4 separate regions of the Sus scrofa genome follow, and regions 2, 3 and 4 are each linked to region 1. The links are chromatin contacts, called in public targeted proximity ligation maps. All regions are on one chromosome and are shown on one strand. The core of a region is the stretch at or near the end of the contact, and the rest is flanking DNA. Distances in the headings are between cores, read along the strand shown. Region 1 overlaps LOC106510205 (a long non-coding RNA gene). Region 2 overlaps VAV3 (guanine nucleotide exchange factor VAV3). Region 3 overlaps VAV3 (guanine nucleotide exchange factor VAV3). Region 4 holds the start of VAV3 (guanine nucleotide exchange factor VAV3).

The links.
Region 2: a contact with region 1 is called in a targeted proximity ligation map of alveolar macrophages. A contact is called at or near these places in 1 of 47 Hi-C or Micro-C datasets (skeletal muscle) and 1 of 2 datasets of targeted methods (alveolar macrophages).
Region 3: a contact with region 1 is called in a targeted proximity ligation map of alveolar macrophages. A contact is called at or near these places in 1 of 47 Hi-C or Micro-C datasets (epiblast stem cells) and 1 of 2 datasets of targeted methods (alveolar macrophages).
Region 4: a targeted proximity ligation map of alveolar macrophages shows a contact between it and region 1. A contact is called at or near these places in 3 of 5 promoter capture datasets (fetal liver and liver), 4 of 47 Hi-C or Micro-C datasets (embryonic fibroblasts, retroperitoneal adipose tissue, skeletal muscle and 1 more) and 1 of 2 datasets of targeted methods (alveolar macrophages).

The regions. Positions count from the first base shown.
Region 1 is chr4:111,648,423-111,651,791 of Sscrofa11.1, forward strand. The region is part of intron 1 of LOC106510205 (a long non-coding RNA gene); the gene reads left to right. Among named protein-coding and RNA genes, the nearest start is that of SLC25A24, 70 kb to the left of the region's middle.
Region 2 is chr4:111,900,438-111,903,806 of Sscrofa11.1, forward strand. All of the region lies in intron 1 of VAV3 (guanine nucleotide exchange factor VAV3), which reads left to right. Among named protein-coding and RNA genes, the nearest start is that of VAV3, 77 kb to the left of the region's middle.
Region 3 is chr4:111,871,262-111,874,630 of Sscrofa11.1, forward strand. The region is part of intron 1 of VAV3 (guanine nucleotide exchange factor VAV3); the gene reads left to right. Among named protein-coding and RNA genes, the nearest start is that of VAV3, 48 kb to the left of the region's middle.
Region 4 is chr4:111,823,242-111,826,610 of Sscrofa11.1, forward strand. It overlaps VAV3 (guanine nucleotide exchange factor VAV3), which reads left to right and starts at 1,830. Exons shown (of 28, transcript XM_021090110.1): 1 at 1,830-2,124. The coding sequence starts at 1,921.

The DNA.
Region 1 (3,369 bases), core at 484-2,983:
TTTGAAAACAAAGTGGTTGATACAAAATGCTTGATACATAACACTGCGAGGAGAGAGGGTGCATCAGACAGAGACTTTGAGAAACCGTTTGGGGAGCTGACGATTTCCCATGACCCAGCTACCTGAAGTCTTTAATGTGTGAGAGCCAGCGACCAGGAAATTTGGGAAAAAATGTTGAGGGCAAGAGGGCTAAGTGGTCAGAGGGCAGCACCTTCCGTGGGATGCAGTTGAGCCAAAATGCATGGAGGGAGGGGGGGGCCAGAAGTTGAAGTGGAAAGGGAGGGGCACACATATGCCACCTCCCACCCTGTGGAGGGCAAGGGGCACCCTCATGGGGGGGGGAGGTGGGGCGAGGGTGGGGCTGGGGGTGGAGCGGGGAGCTCTATGAAGCTAAGGTGGGCTGGCAGCTGAGGAGGGGGAGAGTTTTAAAAGTGTGGAGACAGAACTGTGAACAGAGGAGACACCTGTCAGTCTCCTTCCTCTGCTATGTGTGTTGGGCAGACGGGGGGGGAAGGTGCTCCTTGAAGCTTATGCTGGCAAGCGTGGCCAGAGGCAGGGCACTGCTTTCTGGCTGTGATGAGGGAGGGATGGCTGGTCCAGACACAACCTGATTCACATTGCTAGGAAAACAGGGGGTCAAGGTACAAACCCCAAAAATGCGAGTGTGGGGGAACCTGGCAACCGGATGGGAGAAATAATGGGATGGACGAGTGTGGGGGGTGGGGGTGGCAGGAGCATCCTGGAGGCAGAGCAATGACCTGCTTTTTTGTGTAGTGACTTTTTAATTCAATCCCAGTGACGTCGAGGGTGGGTGGGTGTGGTTCATTTACAAGGGCAGGAAAAGGATGAGCGGAAGGCTTGGTTTTCAAAGAGGGATGTGTAGCCATTGCAACACAATGACAATAGTAGAAAGAACGAAAGGAAATTACACACTGTACACTACAGAGGCTGTGCCTTTTCAATCAAGAAGAGCCAATTAAGCTGTGCTGTTGTGTAACATCTCATTCATTTGTCATTGAATTACCTCTGGCTGTATGTACTGTTTCCGCGAGGTTAATTTTTATTCCATTATGAAGGAATAAATCAAATCCAGTGAAAGGAAATCTGTCCTCACTGCTATCTACAGGAGGAGGGGCTTGAACCAAAAGTCCTTTTGTGGTTTCGTATTTTTGGTTTCAATTTAATAAAGAAGAGGAGCCTGAGGGATGAGCAAAGAGGCCAGGTTTTGCCTTTTCCCCTTGAAGCCCATAAATAGAATGAAAAGAAGTAGTGAGATGAGACAACGGTGAAGAACCAGAGCACATGAAATGTTGATGGGAAGCACAAGCACCGAGGAGTTGTGGCACCACCGAAAATACAGTGATTAATTCAACACGGTTTTTTTTTTTGATGTTTACATTCAGAACTGTCTCCCCGGGACTTTGCTGGGCATTAGGCATGTGTGAAAATAAATAATATGTAGTTTTTGTTCTCAGAGTCATTGAGAAGGCTGACATGAAACAAGTTTCAATTTAAAGTGATACGTGTCGCAGTGACTTTGTTCGGTGTACAGTGGTAACGACGAAGGCGGTGTTGACAAGGCGCCGTTGGGAAGGTGATGTTTTTGCCTGGGCTTTGAAGGATGAAGAGAATTTAACCACCCTAAGAAGATACGTCAGGGTGGCCTGGAGAGAGGGGACAGCACACGTGAAGGCAAAGAGTCACGAGAGGCTGTGTGTGTTTGGGGAAATGGTATGTTCTGGGTGTGACCGGGGTGTTCCTTGGGGAGAATGGCTAGACACATGGATTAAACCCGAGCTCTGTGCCATGCTAAGGACTCGGGTGGAAAAAGAAACCCATGGGAGGAGTTTCAGAAGGGAGGGACAGGACCTGCCAGAACTTTCCAGAAGAAGGATGGGTTGGAGGGGTGTGACTTGGAGGCAGGTGCACACTGAAGGGAGAGAGATTGCACACTCACCTTTCATCGCTGGGGCCCCAGGGTGTGGTACACGGTTTGGCATATGGTTGGTTCTCAACAGGTGTTGAATACATGCAGGAAGGAAAGACAGGATTACCGAGCTGCGTGGTGCAGGCAGGAGACGGGGAGGAGCACGTGTGGGGATGGCTGTGCCTCTCTTCTGCCCCCGGCCCATCCACACCTCCACGCCTCACAGCCCTGCTGACTCAGAGAAGCAGCGTGCCCGCTAGGGAGACGGAAGAGGAGGGAGCCCTGGAGAGCTGGCATCCTGGAGCCTGGGATGAGAGGGTTTTAAAAAGGAAGGACTGGCCAATGCCATCACAGGCAGCAGAGACAGATCTGCAGGTGTTGCCAGGTCTGAGACCCTGAGCGACTGCAGGGAGGAGAGTTCCCTGGCGTGGCAGCCACAGGCTTCCAGGGCAGTGGGCTGAGGGGTGTGCGGGCGGAAGGAAGAAGAGGGTGTGTGGGTGGACCTTCGCTCAGAAAGTTGTGCTCTGAAGGGAGGGGCCAGCGAGTTTGAGGCAGAGGCAGGATCAAAGGGAAGCTGTTTTATTTTTTTGGTTTTTTGGTTTTTTTGTTTTTTTTTTTTTTTAAGGATGGTAAGTTTCTAAACTTTAGAAAAAGCAGCCGAGAGCAGAGATTAAAGCCAGTGGGTGGAGACAGAAGAAGGGACATGGGTTTGGCTAATAGGGGTAATTAAAATTTTTTAGTTTTAAAATTGAAACCTGCATTTAAACAAATGAATAGAGTTGCCTATTACGGCTCAGCTGGTTAAGGACCCAACAGTCTTCATGAGGATGCTGGTTTGATCCCCGGCCTTGCTTAGTGGGTGAAGGATCCGGCATTGCTGTGGCTGTGGTGTAGGCCAGCAGCTTCAACTCCAATTTGACCCCTAGCCCAGGAACTCCATGTGCCACAGGTATGGCCTTAAACAAACAAACAAAAAAAAAATAGAAAAATAAATATAAAAGAATGCATAGAGGTCAGTAAGGGAAATAGGATGGAGCGGAGGAAAGAAGGCTGGGTGGACGAGAGAAAACCAGGGCTCCCGTCCTCGCTTTGCTTCTGTGTGAGCTTTGCCAAGCTCTGGCTCTGCTCTGAGCCTTTGATCCACCTTTAAAACAGGTGACCCTCTGTCCAATGATCTCTTTCAGCCATAAAACTCTATGATTCAAAGTGGTATAAGTTTGCTAATATATACCTGTAAAAATAAGGCTTTTCCCAAGATTCAGTTTGCCTCAAGGACAACTTAGATATTTTGTTTTTGGAATTTTTGCTTTATATTATCTTTAAGAATAAATAAGATAGCGTGTGAGAAGGAACTTTGGAGACCTAAGAAGAATCACAGCTAAATTTCTATTCATTAATAATCATGCTAATATTCTTGACCCAGAGACCGCTCACATGTTTCT
Region 2 (3,369 bases), core at 229-2,728, 250 kb after region 1:
CATATGGAAGTTCTCGGGCTAGGGGTTGAATCAGAGTTGCAGCTGCCAGCCTGCACCACAGCCACAGCAACACTGGATCTGAGCCACATCTGCGACCCATACCACAGGTTGTGGCAATGCCGGGTCCTTAACCCACTGAGCAAGGCCAGGGATCGAACCTGCATCCTCATGGACACTGTGTCAGGTTCTTCACCTGCTGAACCACAATGGGACCCCCTGAATTATTATTACATTTTGGATGAAGTAATTAAATTTTTATCCTCTAAAAATGAATTGCAGCCTAGACAATAATCAAAGTGGAAATACTGGCTTTCAGTTTACTGAAAATATAAGGGAGTTGTAGTTTAGTTATTTGAGCACAAAATTGGAGCTGAGAAGCAGTCCTCCTCCATTTCTGGCTTTCTTCCTTGAGTGCTCTTTAGGGTCTTTTTTTTTTTTTTGCTTTTAACTCAGTGAACGTTATTATATTTATAGTTGTACAATGGTCATCACAACTCAATTTTAGAGCATTTCCATCCCAAACCCCCAGCCCATCCCTCCCCACCCCAACCTGTCTCCTTGGGAAACCACACGGTTTTCACAGTCTGAGTCAGTATCTGTACTGCAGAGAAGTTCATTGTATCCTTTTTTTAGATTTAGGGTCTTAATTTATTTATAATAACAGGATCAGAAAAACTGAAGGTATTATGTAGTCCTGAACGGATGCTATGCACGTAACTATTTCAGAATTATTCAGGCAGCATCTGTAGAGGGGATTCTTCATAGAACAATGGTGACGATGCCCTTTCTGTTGGGACCCACCGCCTCTCCAGCGAAAGGGACAAATGAGGTCCCCATACAAATACAAATTCTTCTTTTCCTTCTTTTAAAAAGAAAGTTTTCCAAAAGAGGTAAGATTTAGTTGGCCTAATTTTGCAAGACAGAGGTAGAGAGAGAGACACAGGACAGTCTGGTGAATGGGCCAGACACAGAAAACCAAGGTAAGGGCGAAACTTGATTTATTAGTATTTCCCTTCCATAGCTGCCTCCCTGCCTACTAGTTCTACAAGGCATGATGGTAGCCTTTGGAGAGGGGAGAGGACGACTTAGAATGCCAGGGGTGCTGGGGAGAGGTTGGCTTAAGTCTCAGCTAAGAAGGAAGACTTCTTGGACCTTAATATTTGTAGATGGGCTTCATCACGGTCTCTTTTGTGCCTTTCAACACCGTCAATCAGCTTGTAATGGCCACACTTATAATTCAGATTATGCCAGACGCTTAAATTCAGAGTCTTGCCTTCAAATGGGATAATGAGTATCCCATCAAGAAGCCAAGAAATGAGCCTGGCTCTTGGTGGCTCCTGCGAAAATTGGAGTAAGTCAGCACATCCACGTGGTTGTGAAGCTGTATTAGAAATTGTCCACCTTCCCACAAGATACCCTGTCTCAGATGAGATTGAAATAACTCGTTTCACAACAAGCCGCAGAGGTTTTTCTGTTACGTAGCCTCAGTTAACACCAGTCCATGATTGCTGACAGTTTTAGAGAAGTACAAGAACAAGAAAGGGGAAGCGATCCTATTTGCATTCATAGCATTGAGAAAAGGCAAAATGGTTTCTGCACACATAGAGGAAAAAGGAAGCCATACGCTTAATAAAAGGAGTAGAGGGAAAAGAGAGTCTTGAAGGGTTTTATGGTGAACTTTTTAGCAGCCTGACCTTTAAATGTTTCCTTTCTGTAACATTGATCTCACTAGCCTTCAAGTGGGAACGATGAAGAGGCTGCACCATGAAAAAAGCCACTTGGCCTTGTCTGTTGTGATAGCTACCTGGTTATGAAACATCTTCTAACCTAGAGAGCTCTGGCCTGACGTGTAACTTTCAGGTTGTCTTAGACCTTGACAGTGTTAAGCTTTCTTCTTTTGAAAGTTTTCTGCATCTTTCCTGAGTGTTTTTCTCCACCTTGTAATAAATCAGCCAGCTGTTTATGTATTTCTGAAGGGGCAGAGGGGGTGAGCATGGTGGTTGAAGACTGCTGGCTGCGTCATCAGGATGTGTCACTTGTCACTGGATATACCCTAGAGAGAAGCTCTGCAGTATCTGTCCTCATTGGGCCTTTCCATATGAAGTCAAGAATTCATTGACTCAGGAGTTCCCGTCGTGGTGCAGCGGAAACAAATCCGACTAGGAACCATGAGGTTTCGGGTTCGATCCCTGGCCTTGCCCAGTGAGGATCCAGCGTTGCCGTGAGCTGTGGTGTAAGTCGCAGACGCGGCTTGGATCCCGCATTGCTGTGGTTGTGGTGTAGGCCCGCGGCTATAGCTCCAATTAGACCCCTAACCTGGGGACCTCCGTATGCTGAGGAAGTGGCCCTAAAAGGACAAAGTGACAAAAAAAAAAAAAAAAAAAAAAATCATTGACTCAGTTGGTGGCCCCTTTTCACATACCCTGTTCCCTAACTTGCTAAGTGACCATTTTCAGGGACTACCCACCGCTGCCTGTGCAATACCCCAGGGCAGAGCAGTGGGTATAATTCTCAACCCTTCTTTTCTCCCTCACGCCACTCCCTCCACCCCACTCATATTCAATCAGTTGCCAGGCATTTCTTTTCCATATTTCCTGCCAGAATTCGTTCCCTTGCTCCTTCGACCCTCCTAGTCCAAATCACCCAGTAACTTTTTCATTAAATGACTCTGACAGCTTTCTGTCCTCTTCCTTAGCTACCCTCCTCCTAATCTCCCCTGTAAAGAGAAAAGAAGAACAGTTAATTTTGCACACTGCAAAATGGAGCTAGTGTAACACAGTGGTTAAGGATGTAGACTCTGTAGCCAGACGGTGTGGATATGAATTATGACTCCATTACTTTGGCAAATGCAGTTATGTAAGCTTGGGTGAACATCTAAGCCTCGATATACATGACAGAAAGAAAAAAAAAATGCTTTCCTGATTGAGTTGTTCTGAGGATTAAAAGACATAAACATTTAGCATAGATCGTGGTATATAGCACACACTCAGAATTACTCTAATAGCCCTAAAACCCTGAACTGAGTCTTCTATTCCCTCTTTCAAACCTCAGTGTTTGTTTCTGCTAGGATGAAGCCCCCATCCCTCTGGGCTTGCCCTGCGGGTCCCAGCCCCGCCCCGCGGCACTGCTCTTGCTGCTCCCCGCAGTGTCGTGTTGATTCTGAACCACCTCCACGACTGCCCCCCTGCCCCCGACCCTGCTCCATTTCTTCGTCTTGTCTCATTTGCATCCTGTGCCCTTGACCTGAGACACCCTTGCACCGGAGGCTGGCGATTCCCTTCCCCCTCCTTGAACATCAACCGCTCCTTCTACCTTTGTGGCTGACGCGGGTTCACCCTGCAGGGGCTCCTCTTCCACTTACTCCAGAAG
Region 3 (3,369 bases), core at 305-2,804, 220 kb after region 1:
CTGGTGGCTACAGCTCTGATCGGACCCCCAGCCTGGGAACCTCCAAAAAAAAAAAAAAAAAAAATGCTGGAAGGTGTACAGTGTCTTCTTTAGATGAAGGAACTGAGGAATGGAGATCCAATAATTTCTTCGGGGTCACATATGATTTTTACCTGCCTCTGTCTCCTCTCCAGATGCTTCTCTTGAAATCTGTACCCGCCCCGACCCCGCCGGCTTCCCAAGCCTGGTGTGAGCCACGTGATGGCGATGAGTCCACCTTAACGTCTCTTCTGGCTTATCGGAAATGACCTCTTTTTTTTTCCCACTCGGGCCTTTGCGGATTTGTGGGTAAAAAACAGGGCAAGGAATTTAGATTTGGAAATGAGCCTGTTGCTGACTGAGGTTTTTTTGCATTTCTTAAAACTTTCCCAATCAGCCTCAGCCTCTGCCTTTGCGACTGTTACCGTGGGCAAAATTTCCTGTGACCTTTAGATCCATGTTAGTCTTCATTTCAGGCCCACTGGATTCAGTTTAAAATTTTTCCTTGGTTCCCCATAGTCTAAAGAATTTCTGCTCTTTTACCACTTGCTGAAGACAATCCCTAATCAGACCCACAGATAATTCCTGCCTTGATACCTGTCTTTATCCTCTTTCTCCCAGCTGAATGCCACCTTTAAACTTTCTGTCCATTAAAAGTAAGAACATTTCCCTTTCTTTAAGGTTTTGAAGTAAGTCCCACTTAAAAAGTTTAGCCCCTTGGTCATGTGCTGGCATCTATGCCTTGTTACCGTTTCACGGGACTGGTTTTGCTTCCTTAGTGAAACCTTGTTTTTAAATGGCTGCACCTGTGGCATATGGATGTTTCCAGGCTAGGGGTGGAAGCAGGGCTGCAGCTGCCGGCCTACACCACAGCCACAGCCAATCTGAGCTGTGTCTGCGACTTACACAACAGCTCATGGCAACACCAGATCCTTAGTCTTTTGAGTGAAGGTGGGGATCAAACCCACATCCTCATGGATACTAGTTGGGTTTGTTACCACTGAGCCACAAGGGGAAACTCCTGAAGGTTTTTATTTATGGAGCCACAGGACCAAATCCTGATGTTTGGGTTTTTGTTTTTCTGTTTCCTACAATGACCAGTGCAGTGCCGGGCCTATAGCTGTGCCTGCCGAGTGCTCACATGTTGGTTGAAGTCACTTTCATTACAGTTTGTGCTTCCTCCTTGTATCAGAATGCCTCAGTGCTCTGTAAACATTCTGGCACCCTGGAGATGGGTGGCTGGAGGAGGGTCTTCTCTGTGAAAATAGAGACATGTCCCATCTGCTCTGTGCAGCACAGGTCACCCAGGGCTCTCGTGTGCGATGAGCTCACTTGCTCCTCACAGTGATACGGAGGGAGATTATTTAATCCTCATTGGAGGCTGATGGCTCTAGGGCTCAAGTAATTTGCCTTTCCAGCCGAAGACTGGAGCTGGGACCCAAAGACGGCTCACGTGAGTCCACTGCACACAGGAGGGACTGGAGCGACCAGACAACACGCTCCATTGGGCAGGGCGTAGGAATGCTGGTTGCACACTCCTGTTGCAACATAAAAGCGAGCTTCTTGTGTCAGCTGCCCTTTGAATCCTTGTATTTCTGATCTGCTGGCTCTGTTGGCACAATCAACTTTGTCTCCTAGTGCTAGAATTTCACTACCAACTAGCTCAATGCTAATCATAAAATTACCAGTATTTATGGTAATTATAAAAATGACCCGTATTTGCTCTTTTTGTTTGTTTTTAGGGCCGCACCTGTGGCATATGGAGGTTCCCAGGCTAGGGGGCACATTGGAGCTAGAGCTGCCAGCCTACCCGACAACCACAGCCATGTAGGATCCGAGCCACATCTGCAACCTACACCACAGCTCACGGCAATGCTGGATCCTTAACTCACTGAGCATGGCCAGGGATCGAACCCACGTCCTCAAGGATACTAGTCAGGTTTGTTACCACTATGGAACTCTGCCGCTATCTGTGTTTATCTTTTTTCTTCATCTTCATCGTCGTCATCGTCATCTCTTTGTGTGTATAGATATTGACATTTATAGTTATTATGTATAAAACAATCTGAAGTCTTAAAAGTTAAATGGAAAAACATCTCATTGCGACAGTTACGCACTTTTCTGTTAGTGCTTCCTTAAGTATCTGCTTTACCTAGGTTGAGAGTTATTGTGGAAGTTTAGTGGCTAACCATGCTGACAGCTTTGGGCTAGAGAATTCATAGAGTATTATCTTGAGACAGAGAGGTCCTTTTGTGCTCTCATATATTTCACTAGGGATGAAAAAAAAAAACCCTGATCATCTTTGGGATCTAGCCTTGGATATTTACAAATACTTTTAAGGTCCAGTGTATTTCCTTCTTTGTATCTCGTGAATTCAGTTTTCGCTGCAGGATAGGAAGACATTTTTCTAGTTATCTGATTAAAATTTGTAGCATTAAAAGTTTCTGTTGCTCAAAAGAAAAAAAAAAAAAGGAGTTCCCATGTGGCTCAGCAGATTAAGGACCCAGCCTTGTCCCTGCAGCAGCTCAGGTCACTGCTGTGGCACAGTTTCAACCCCTGGCTTAGGAATCTGTACATTCCAAGGTGTGACCAAAAATAAAAGTATAAATGAATAAATAATTGTTGCTATTTCTGTGAGTGGTTAGCAGTGTAATTTCATTTTTATACCCTTGGATTTTTATACATCCTAGACACAAGGAAATGCCAAAAGACTAACAAACTGGGTAGCTCACACCGAAGCTGACCTGTGGTCTTCTGACATCTCTCTGTGAATATAGCTCATAAAATTCATCTTAAACATTTCCTTTGCTTCTGGTTTGTGCAGTCAGATGCCAAAATCATTTTTTAAAATGATTAAAATTTTAAATTATTAAAAATAGGAGTTCCCATCGTGGCTCAGCTGGAAACGACTCTGACCAGCATCCATGAAGATGCACGTTCTACCCCTGGCCTTGCTCATTGGGTTAAGGATCTGGCATTGCCATGAGCTGCGGTGTAGGTTGCAGATGGCGGCTCGGATCTGGTGTTGCTATGGCTGTGGTGTAGGCTGGTGGCTATGGCTCCCATTAGACCCCTAGCCTGGGGACCTCCAGATGCTGTGGGTGTGGCTCTAAAAAGACAAAAGACAAAGATTAAAAGTAGGCATGGATTTCTGTAGACAGTGTGAACTCTGCAAAGAAGAGACAGTCTTATGTTTGTGTTCTTGAGAGAATGTAATCTATTTGTAGTTTTTAACAAACCTGCAGAAGGAATTTGTAATAGGTTAGCTTAGAGGTGGTTAAACGTGAGATTGGAGTCTTAAGAAATAGGCGTGCGGAGTTGATTCTAAGCATAATGCCCCCGTACCAAGTG
Region 4 (3,369 bases), core at 580-3,079, 170 kb after region 1:
TTGTTTGTCTTTTGGCACACCCACAGCATGTGGAAGTTCCCCAGTCAGGGACTGAACCCACACTGCAGCAGTGACCCCAGCCATTGCAGTGACAACGCTGGATCCTTAACCCACTGCATCACAAGGAAACTCCGTGAAACTTCTTTTCTTTTTAAATTTCTCTTTATGCAGGACCTTGTACTGCACGGGTGATTCACATGTGTTGGATTTTGTTTCTAAAGATGATAAGTTTAGGAGGATATATTTGCCAAAATTACAGGTTAGGAAACATTGTACCATTGGTGCAATCTAGTTTGAACACAAGAGGAAGTGGCTGGGGAAGGATGCCCGTGAGGAAAGGAAATCCTCAGGCTGAGTTATTGTTTAACATTCACCGTGTGCTGCTCTTGTCACAGGCTAGTGGAAAGGCATGCAGTCCCTGTCCTTATCAGAAATACTTTTAAACATAATATTTTGCCCTGCTTATCAAATTAATGTGATTCATAATAGAAAGTTTGAACTACGGAAACGTAAAATTAAAAAATGATGTAAAATCCCAGATTTCATATTTCATTTTTATTTTCAAAATGTAAAAGAATACCTCTCGAAACAGTGACCCAGAATCACATTTACACAGAACGGCAAGAGCTGGATGTGGTAATACCTTGAGAAAAAGAATTCAAACACTATTTTTGGTTTTGAGGGACGGTGGGAGTAAAAGGGGCCAGCGTTGGGCAACCCCCAAAGATTTAAGAAATGCACAGGCGCTGCTCAGCCAGCACTAGAGTTCTGGGGTCCTGTTCCAACTTTCACTACACGTCCCCCAGCTTAGCCCTACCCGTGCCGCTGAAGACTGCTGTTAACTGCTCTCAAACCCCGGCCCGGGGCGCCCACGCATGCGCAGTGTGGCCGCCGGGAACTCCTGGGCGTTTCACAGGCCTATTTCTCTCCCGCAGGTTTTTTGTGCGGTCAGCAAAAGGGCCGGGCCTGCGGCGCCCAACAGTTCCGAACCTGCGACGGGAGAGGGACACCATCTCTAAGTGAAAAATATCTCTTGTTGAAATAGGCTCGGGGTGGGGGGCGGGTTTCTGCAGGCGTCTCCAAACACACGCTTTTAAGGTGCCCAAACAGCTTTAAGAGCAACTAACTTGGAGGAACTGGAATTATCTGCAGGAAGAGAATTTAGCGGGTGGAAGGGTTGCGGGGGCAACGATCTCTAAAACTTTCAGCCTTGCATTCTCAGGATGCTCTGTGCCCTCCCCCCGGGGAGTCCCGATGCCCCAATTAATCCTTCCCTCCTCTCAGATCCTTTAAAAATTGTGCTCGCGGTTTAGGGGGTCCTAACAGGAACCCCCGCAGAATTACAGTGTTCAGATACTCTCTCCCCAAACCGGGAAGGCGTCCCGGTAGAAGATCTTCAGACGCTTGGGGCTGTGTGAGCCTCGCCAACCTGGGGGGGCGGTGGGCGGGAGCGCCGGGATCCCCTCGGCCATCCCGCCCCCGCCTCCTCCCCTCCGCGCCCGGGCCGCCGACCCCAGGCCAGGGCGGCGCGCGCTCTCCCACCCGCGCCTCTGGGGACTCGCAGACGGCAGCGAGACCGGCCGGCGCGCTGGGCATGCTCAGTTGCCCGGCGCCGGGCTCGCGAGTCGGAAGCCTGTGCGCGGCGGTCGCCGCCGAGCCGGCCGGAGCGCACGGAGAGAGCGCTGGACGCGCTGCAGCGGCGGCCGGGCGGCGGCGGACCTCGGCCGGGACCGGAGCCGAACCCCGCGCAAAGCCCCGGATCCACCCGCCCGGGCGCCGGCTCCCTCGCACCGTCGCACCCTCGTTGGGAAGGGGCCCGCCGCGGCTGGCGTTGGCGTCGGCGGGGCGGAGGAACCGCGGCGGCGGCCGCCGCATCCTCGCCGCCTGCCCCGGGCCGGCAGCGTCCGGGAGCCGTCGGGCATGGAGCCGTGGAAGCAGTGCGCACAGTGGCTCATCCACTGCAAGGTGCTGCCCGCCAACCACCGGGTGACCTGGGACTCGGCGCAGGTGTTCGACCTGGCTCAGACCCTCCGCGATGGAGTCCTGCTCTGCCAGCTGCTCAACAACCTCCGGGCGCACTCTATTAACCTGAAGGAGATCAACCTGAGGCCTCAGATGTCCCAGGTAAGGAGGCCGGCGCGGGCGCCTCCGCCTCCAGCCGGCGTCTCCCATTAATCAGCCGGCTAATTTCTTTGTGTAAATGCAAACATCTAGGTGCGCTCAGCGTGCCCTGCCTCGCAGCCTTCTGCTTTGCGGACCACTTCTTGGACCTTGACTTGAGATGGTTTATTAGCTCTTTAGCTGAATGCTAGAGCCCTGCGTCCTGAGATGGTAGGAGGATTTCGTAAGGGCTTTCTGTGAGGCGGGAAAGAACAAGCTGTCTTGGGTGCCCTTCACCTACGTGGGGTGTGTGTGTGTGTGTGTGTGTCGGTGAACAACAAAAGGAATTTGAACCTGCTCTTTTATGGGGACGATGGAGGGGGATGAAGGGCGCTGATGGGGGGTACTTTTGCCTTTAGTCTCTTCTTTTGCTTTGCGTTTCGTCCCCATGTTTTCTTGAAAGAGGAACCATGACATAAATGAGGACTCTAGGAAGTGGAGGGCGTTCTCATACCGTTATCTGTGCGGAATGACACTGGTCAAAAGGAGGAAAAGGGAGCACAGCACAGCGGCTGCCCCCGAAAGCCCCCAGAGCTTGTGGCCAGCTGGCAGGCTACATGGTTATGTTTATAGCTCGACTTAAGCCATGTGGGAAGGAGCGAGTCCAACCTCTCTCAACAGCTACAGGAAACGAGAAGTTTCGCTCCAGATTCCGCTTTCTTTCATTCAGCGCGCTTGCTCAGGTGGTATGGTGTATGGTTGGCTTCTGTGGCTGGAGCCTTTCCTGGAGGTGACTCTTCCAGGGGTTAAAGAAGATTGCAGCTCTGGAAGGCTCTGTGCACTCTTGAGTGCGCCCCAAAGTCACATCGCAGTGGAATGGTAGTTTCTTGGTCCCATCAGAAACTTTTCATGCAGAAAGCTGTTAAACACAATTCAGCAAATCTGTTTGCTCTTTCAGAATGTAAAATACCACTTTCAGCTTAAAAGGGAGAGGAAACAGTTCCCTCTACGACACATTTTAGCACTAATCCTGAGTGATATAGAGCCTCAGCTACTGAGCAACCAGAACAGTGCCTTTTGCAGGGGAACTGACTTCATATGATGTAATAAGTATGTATTTAAAGGTAGAGCACACAGGAGTTCCCACTGTGGCTCAGCGGGCGGGGGGGGGGGGGGGAGAGAAGAATCTGACTAGTATCTATGAGGATGCGGTTTCGATCCCTGACCTCACTCAGTGGGTTAAGGATCCGGCCTTGCAGACGTGGCTCT